2 separate regions of the Mus musculus genome follow, and region 1 is linked to region 2. A link is a contact called in public promoter capture Hi-C data. All regions are on one chromosome and are shown on one strand. Each heading gives the region's core, a stretch centred on a gene start, on an enhancer-like site or on the middle of the called end of the contact. The rest is flanking DNA. Distances are from core to core; before and after follow the strand shown.

What was found. Capture Hi-C pulls out chosen DNA fragments and counts their contacts.
Region 1: a promoter capture Hi-C map of adipose tissue shows a contact between it and region 2. The contact joins the promoter of 2510039O18Rik here to the promoter of Agtrap in region 2. A contact is called at or near these places in 18 of 39 promoter capture datasets (the C10 cell line, the HPC-7 cell line, HPC-7-derived erythroid cells and 13 more), 36 of 484 Hi-C or Micro-C datasets (the Ba/F3 cell line, the C2C12 cell line, CD4 T cells and 20 more), 17 of 115 datasets of contacts at active chromatin or transcription factors (the 230-238 cell line, the HPC-7 cell line, bone marrow-derived dendritic cells and 9 more) and 3 of 9 other capture datasets (adipose tissue, liver and pancreatic islet).

The regions. Positions count from the first base shown.
Region 1 is chr4:147,938,528-147,942,174 of GRCm38.p6, reverse strand. 2510039O18Rik (RIKEN cDNA 2510039O18 gene) reads right to left here and starts at 1,280. Exons shown (of 3, transcript NM_029841.3): 1 at 118-1,280. The coding sequence starts at 1,150.
Region 2 is chr4:148,085,924-148,089,325 of GRCm38.p6, reverse strand. Agtrap (angiotensin II, type I receptor-associated protein) reads left to right here and starts at 1,262. Exons shown (of 5, transcript NM_009642.5): 1 at 1,262-1,409. The coding sequence starts at 1,383.

The DNA of each region.
Region 1 (3,647 bases), core at 31-2,530, 150 kb after region 2:
CCAAGTTGCAACCCTCTGTGTGACCACCACCGAGCATGGGGGGACACCACTAAAGTGGACAGTATGCACACGGACGTCAAGTGGTGGCTGGGCACCAAGCCCGCAACGAGGCCTCACCGGGACTGAAGAGCTGGGCCCAGAGGTACTGGTGATCCTGAAGCAGCTCCGAGGCGGGCATCTCCAACAGCTCCAGCATCTCCTTCCGTGCTAAGTCCTGCAGCGCCTTGAGCTCCTTGGCTCCTTTGCTTTTGAGCACCTGGGGGTGGATGGGACCAGAGATGTGCACCACCCACAGCACCGTCTCGTCCAGCTGTGTCTTGGGAGCCACCTGGAGCCTGTTCACTAACTTCTTAGAGGTCACCACGACCAAGTGCACCAGCCCCGATGGAAGGGGTGTGGACCGGCCCGAGTAGAGGAGAAACTGGTGATCTCCGACCTTCTCCAGGGTGCTGGTGAAGGATTTGGGGACTGGGCCTGCGGTGGGCCCCACAGTCTGCAACGCGGCCACGCGCTCCGTGGGATTGTTGAGCTGGATGCGCTGCAGATAGACGTGGGGTCGGCCTCGGTGCGCCAGGAAGTCCTCCTGCAGTAGCACGCAGTCCCGGCCCGACCCCGCGGAGAGCCCGGAGGCCGAGGCGGGCCCGGGGACACCAGCGGCAGGGCCCGAGCCCGGGGTCCCCAGCTGCAGGCAGCGCACTCGGCGCAGCAGGCCCTCCCGCAGAAGCAGCACCGCCTCTCCAGCCTCGGCCACCACATTCAGCGGGCGTAGCTGCACGAAGGGCACGAAGTCCGGCGTCACGGCAGGCTCCCGCTCTCCGGGCGTCACCCACAGCCGGTTGTTGGAGGCGTCCAGAGCCAGGAAGCCGTTGGCCACCAGGGCTGGCACCCCGGGGCCAAGCGGCACCGCCTCGCCGCGATCACGCAGGCCGCGCCACGCGCGGGTGGCCGCCTCCAGACAGGCAGACGGCTCGGCGGCGCCCGGCTCGCTGCGGGCCCAGGACGGCAGGTGCAGGCCGCCCGCCGCCCGCCGCGCCCCGGAGCTCGCGAACCACAGGAGCAGCACCAAGAGGCCGAGCAGGCAGAGGAGGCGGCGGGCCCAGCTGCTCGACAGCAGCCCCGGCAGCCCCTTCAGGCGCTGCTGCAGCCACATCGGGCCCGCCGCCCAACCTGCCCGCCCGGCCGCCGCCGCTCACTCCCCGGGCCGCGTCGCCGCGCCCTCCTCAACGCCCGCCGCAGCCACCCCAGCAGACACCTTCACCGCTTCCTCCTTCTTCTTGGTTGCCTCCTAGACGTCAAACGCCACCGGCCGTAAGGCGTCGCTGAGTCTTTTGCGACAAGGTGGAAAAGCGGCCAGGGGCGGGATTTGGAGAGGGGGCGGGGTCTCCTTGGGGGCGGGGCCTGGACTGAGGGGCGGGGTGGGGAAGGGAAGAGTGTGGGCAGGAGTCCAAACGGCTTGTTGGAAAAAAGAGAGCAAGAAAAGAAAGTCAGAGAGCAAGCCAAACCCAACATGTGCTGCGCCTCGTTTGCTGCTGATGGTTTCAACAGCCCTAAAGTTAAAAAATAAGAACGTACTGTTTCTGTAAACTATATTTAACTGAATGAAGAAAAGACATGGGGGTAAATGGAAGGAAAGAAAGAAGGGAAGGAGACAGGGAGGAATGAAGTGGAGGGAGGAGGGAAGGAAGAGGAGGAGGAAGGGTAGCCACTGAAAAATTATTTCCTAGGAAATATTTTGTTGGCAGCGTTTCAAACCTGCCTGGCTGCGAGTACACCAGAGTGGGACATAAATCCAGCCTGTTTCTTGAACACAGCAAGTAGTTTTCTTGATGTCAATCTTGAGTTTTAACTCATTAAATAACGCGAAACATTAAGATCTCATACTTTGACAAGACCCGGAGCATCCATATGGGGGGAAGGGCGAGGGGGGCGGAATTCATTGGGAGCACTGGAGCAGACAGTGGGGTGGTTGTTTCCACTTTGAATTCTAGGTAGACAGTGGGCGATTGTTTTCACTTTGGATTCTGGGCAATCCAGAGCCAGACGGGCTGTTGCAAATTCACAGTTGACAATTGAACGGTCACTTAAGGTGGCTTCTAGTGGGTTGTAGGCAGACAGAAAACTGTATGCTGAGGTGGCAAGCCAGTGTCGCATTGGAAGAATGCTCGTCCTGTTTTGATTTGATTTTTATTTTTATTTATCTTTGAGACAGAATCTTTCCTTTGTTGTCCAGACTGGACTTCAAACAATTCCTAGGCCCAAAAGATCCTTTCTCAGCATCCCCAGTCCCTAGAATCAAAGGCATTTGTCCAGCTTTTTACCCATTTTTATTTTCACACAAAAATGAATGCTAAGAGCCCAGCAGTGGTGGCACATGCTGTTAGTCTTAGCATTTAAGAGGCAGGGCAGGTAATTCTCGGAGTTGGAGACCAGCCTGGTCTACAGAGTTCCAGGACAGCCAGGACTACACAGAGAAACCCTGTCTTGAAAAACTAAAGTGGGCTGGTGAGATGGCTCAGCGGTTAAGAGCACCGACTGCTCTTCCAAAGGTCCTGAGTTCAAATCCCAGCAACCACATGGTGGGATCCGTAATGAAATCTGATGCCGTTTCCTGGAATGTCTGAAGACAGCTACAGTGTAAAAAAAAAGAAAGAAAAAGAAAAACTAAAGCAAGCAAGCAAGCAAACAAACACCCCAGAGCTCAGTAGCACATTTTAGCCAGTTGTTGTACACATATCTTTAATCTGACTCTTCAAGAGGCAGGGGCAGGTAGATTTTACTAAGTTCAAGGCTAGCCTGTCTACACAGTGAGACCATATTTCAAAACAAACTAAAACAACCACACTTTTTTTTTTAGCAGACTATTAGCTCAGAACAGAATATTCCTCTAGCACTAGTGATTTCCCAGAACCTTAAAGTTAAAATAAAAATCTAATGGCAAGATGGCTCAGCAGGTAAAAGCATTCGCCAGCAAGTGTGATGACCTAAGTTCTGTACCTAGGACCTATGTGGTAGAAGGAGAGAGCTGACGCCTCTATGTGCACATTGTTGTATGTCCAAATCAGAAGATGGTATGGGATCCCTGGAGTTACAGGCACGTGTGAGTTGCCAGTCTCTTAACTGCTGAACCATCTCTCCAGCTCCACTTTTTAATGGATGACAGGAGGAAACCGCATGCATGTTTGTGTGTGGACAACTTCCCATCCTGAAGTTGTCCAGCAGTTTCCTATTAAATTGGAGTCCTGTGCCTTTAACAGTCCATTGCACGTGGAGCACGTACTAGAAATACTAGAGGCAACATCTGGGCAGCAGCCACCACCTCTTGCTTAAAGAAACAGGCCACCCTACACGAAGCTTGGATTGGGCTCAAGTTCTAGCAATTTGATGAAACAAACAGGAAACAGGTTCCAAAAGAGTAAGGCCAGGCTTCACAAGAGTGAATTCTTCCTCTTGAAAGGTCAGGCAGTTTATAAAACTGATCCCTCTTTTAATTTGTACTCTGATGACTGCCCAGGAATGTTTTCTATCTGGCGTATATCGCTGTAGGCAGTTCTAGCTGGGAGCTGGCTGATGCTTCCTTACTGTGGTCCCACATCAGGTGTGTGATGCCAGGCAGATGATACTGCTTCGAGCCTTAGTTTCTTGTTTTG
Region 2 (3,402 bases), core at 13-2,512:
TCTCAGCATGTCTGAAGGCTCAGCAGGGGAGACTTCCTGTTAATTGTCCTGACTGAATGTCTTCCAACTTTTGCTATGTTGGGCAAGTGGACTCCAAGTGGCTGGCTCCTCATATATTGGTGGTACTAGAGCTTGTGTGCATCAGCCACTGACACCCGGCACAGCTCTGATCATTTGGAACTTTACCTAGGCTATGCTGGTACTGTAAACAGATGCTGGTAAACAGATGCTATAACACTGAGCCCTGACCCCCTCATTTTTGGACAAAGTCTCACTGTTGCCCAGGTTGGCTTTAAACTGCTGGGCTCTAGAGTCCTCCAGCCTCTCCTTCCCTTGTGGTGGGGGCTATTCAGCCATCAGCTGGAAAGCCCCTTTCTTGACTTCAGGTCCTGTCTCCCTTTCCTTACCCTGGCTTCAGAACCCAGGATGGAAGGAGAACCATCCACACTCTCGCCTCCCCACTCATGTTGTGGCATGCATCCACCCACCCCACTAAGTAGATCAATAAGACATAAACACGGTCTTACTTTATAAGCCAGGCAGGCTTTGATATCATTATATCTTTGCCTCGACTTCCCCTTCCTTCCTTTCTTTTTAATGTATTCTATGAAATTCTCTTGAAATCCAATAAGCTTGGAAGGAAAATTTAATACAGTAAGAACAGAGCTTCGATTTTTTTTTCAGATTTATTTATTTTTGTCTTGTGTATACGAATGTCTCACCTGCCTGTGTGTGTATATGCACTTGTGTCTGGAGCCTGCGGAGGACAAAAGAGGGTGGTTGTATCACAAGTACATGATTGTGAGCCGGCATGTGGGTTCTGGGAACCCAAGCCTAGAAAAAGTAGTAACATGTGCTCTTAATCACGGAATCCTCTCCAACCCTCACTTTTTATCTTTATGGACATGAATTCATTCACTGATCCTCACAAAGATGATGAGGTAGGCACTGTTCTAATTCTTGTGCAAGGGAAGTAAGAGAGGAGAGAGGATGTTCTGGGCAGACACCAACTGTTACCACACCCGCAGTTTCTGCCCGCTTGCCCCAGGCTCCTCTGGCTGTAGGTCGTCCCACCACCTCACCTCGATCCCACTTAGGCAGCCCGTTGAGCCCCTAGGCTGCAGAAATCCCGACCTCCTGGCTTGAAGCACAGGAGCTGGTAGAGGCCTAGGCAGTAGTAGTAGCAGGAGCCTGAGCCTAGCAGCAAGAGCAGCTGCCTGACGCCGTCTCCTAGCAACCGGCTGCAGTCACGTGGCCGCGCGAGTTGGCCTCCCGCCGTTGGAACTGGCGCAACGCGACGGGCGGGGCCAGGAAGTTTGTTCCCGAGTTCGGAGCCCAGGAGTCCCCGCGGCCGTCGCTCAGGTGCCCTCCGCCGGGTCGGGATGGAGCTGCCTGCCGTGAACTTGAAGGTGGCCGCGCGGCCGGGGCGGGCGGGGGTCCAGGAACCTGGGGAACGGAGTCGGAGCAGAAGGGAAGGTCCAGAGCCCCGGGGAGGAGGCGGCGGACACGGAGAGGGACACCTGGGGACAGAGACGGACAGGGCCGCCCCTCCCGGACAGACCCAGGCTGGCACGGGCACCGGACCGCCCGGGCCTGCGCTCCTGGTGTCCCCCACAGCAGGACAGGGACATCTATCCTTCTGAGAGGTCAGTGCAGTTCGGGGGGGGGGGTCTGTCTGAGTGCTGGCTCAAGTTAGGAGAAATCCGCTGTCCCCAAACAATTGCTTCTCCCTAATTTCCACATGCAGCGTCCTTATTTCATAATTAAGAAGCAGGAACTTAAGAGGTTTCCTAAAATCAAAAACCCCAGAGGCTACTTTGAGCTCCGGGCAGCGGGGCTGCGTAGGATGTCTTCATTTCCTAAGTTCTTTTTCTCTCTCAGCCCTCCTCATTTGCAACAGAGGTGCTGGCCACTTAGCTTCGGCCAGAACCGTGTGGACCTGGAAGTAAACCGGCCATCTTGGGCCTTTGGTGCCAGCTCCGTGAAACCCTAAGACTCCCAGGTGTTAAGCCATTTAGCACCCTTTGGTGTCTGAGAGGAAAGGGCCGGAAGATAGAGGTGCTTTGGAGCAGTTGTGTGATTTCATATGGGCTGGGCTGTGACTTGCTCTGGCCGGTTTCCCATTCCTAAACTGCTGGCTAGCAGCAGGAGGGAGATTGGAGCAAAGGAATGGGCTTGAGCGATCCATTATCTAGGGACAGAATTACAGGCAGGACTTGGAGGCAGTCTGGAGGTCAGGCTCTGCCTTATTCTGCTGGAATAATTACGAGGACAGCACAAGTCTCAATGGTAGAACATTTGAGTAGCCCACCCCAGGCCTGGGGTTCCATCCCAGGACCACACACTAACAAATAATAATAAAACGCAGGAACAGGTGAGAAAAATGTGATGTTTATGGGCTGATATGTTTTATTCATTTGAGTCAGGGTCTCGTGTACTAACTTACTGTGTAGCCTTGAACTTACTGTGTACCTGAGGATTGCCACAAACTTCTGATCCTCCTGCCTCCACCTCTCCAGTGCCAGGATTACACAGTAGTGGCGATGAAACCCAGGGCTTCCTGCAGGATAAGGAAACACTCCACCAACCGAGCCGTATCCCCAACCTGTGTTGCTTGTTTTTCTTAGTCTCCGTCCTCCGCTGAAAAAGCTGAAGCTGTACTCTGTCGTTTTTGTTTAGAGTTGGGGGACTTGCTATCTAGCTCTGGCTGGCCTGGAACTCACTATAGAAATCAGGCTGTCTTTGAATTGACAAGAGATCTGCTTGCTTTTGCCTCCTGAGTGCTAGGATTAAAGGTGTGCACCACCATACCTGACCTAGAGAAGCCGTGTTCTTTTATCGGGGTGCAAACTTCAGCTTAGATCATACGAGGAAATTGTCCGAGTCTCCCAAGAAATAAGTGGTACAGTCAGGATTCGAACCCCCAAAGACTCAGCTCCAGTGGTTTGCATTTCCTGGTATTGTTGCTTTGGGCTAACTTTGGTTTTGATGGCCTACATCGTCTTTTAGAACCTGATAGGTACAGTGTATCCATCACAAATGTAAGATAGCAGGCTTTCCAGCCCAGCATACAAACACTAGGCCCTCCACTGAGATCATGTGTGCTTTGCAGGCTTTGAAGGGCAGTGCCCAGGCTAGGGGTTGTGAAGTAACACCCAGTCACTTTTGGGCTTCGCATCAAGGACAAAGTCGTACCATGTGTCTCAGGATTGGGGACACACTGAATCATTCACAATCTGAAATTCAGAATGAGGCTGGGTGTTGTGTTATTTTGTCTGCAAGATCTGGTGTCCCTATGGGAGGCAGCTGGGACACCATTGGCTGCCCCTTTCAGTCCACCCTCTCTGTCTTTTAAAAAGACACCAGCTCTTCTCAGCACTTGGCCCAGGCTCTGTGAAAGAA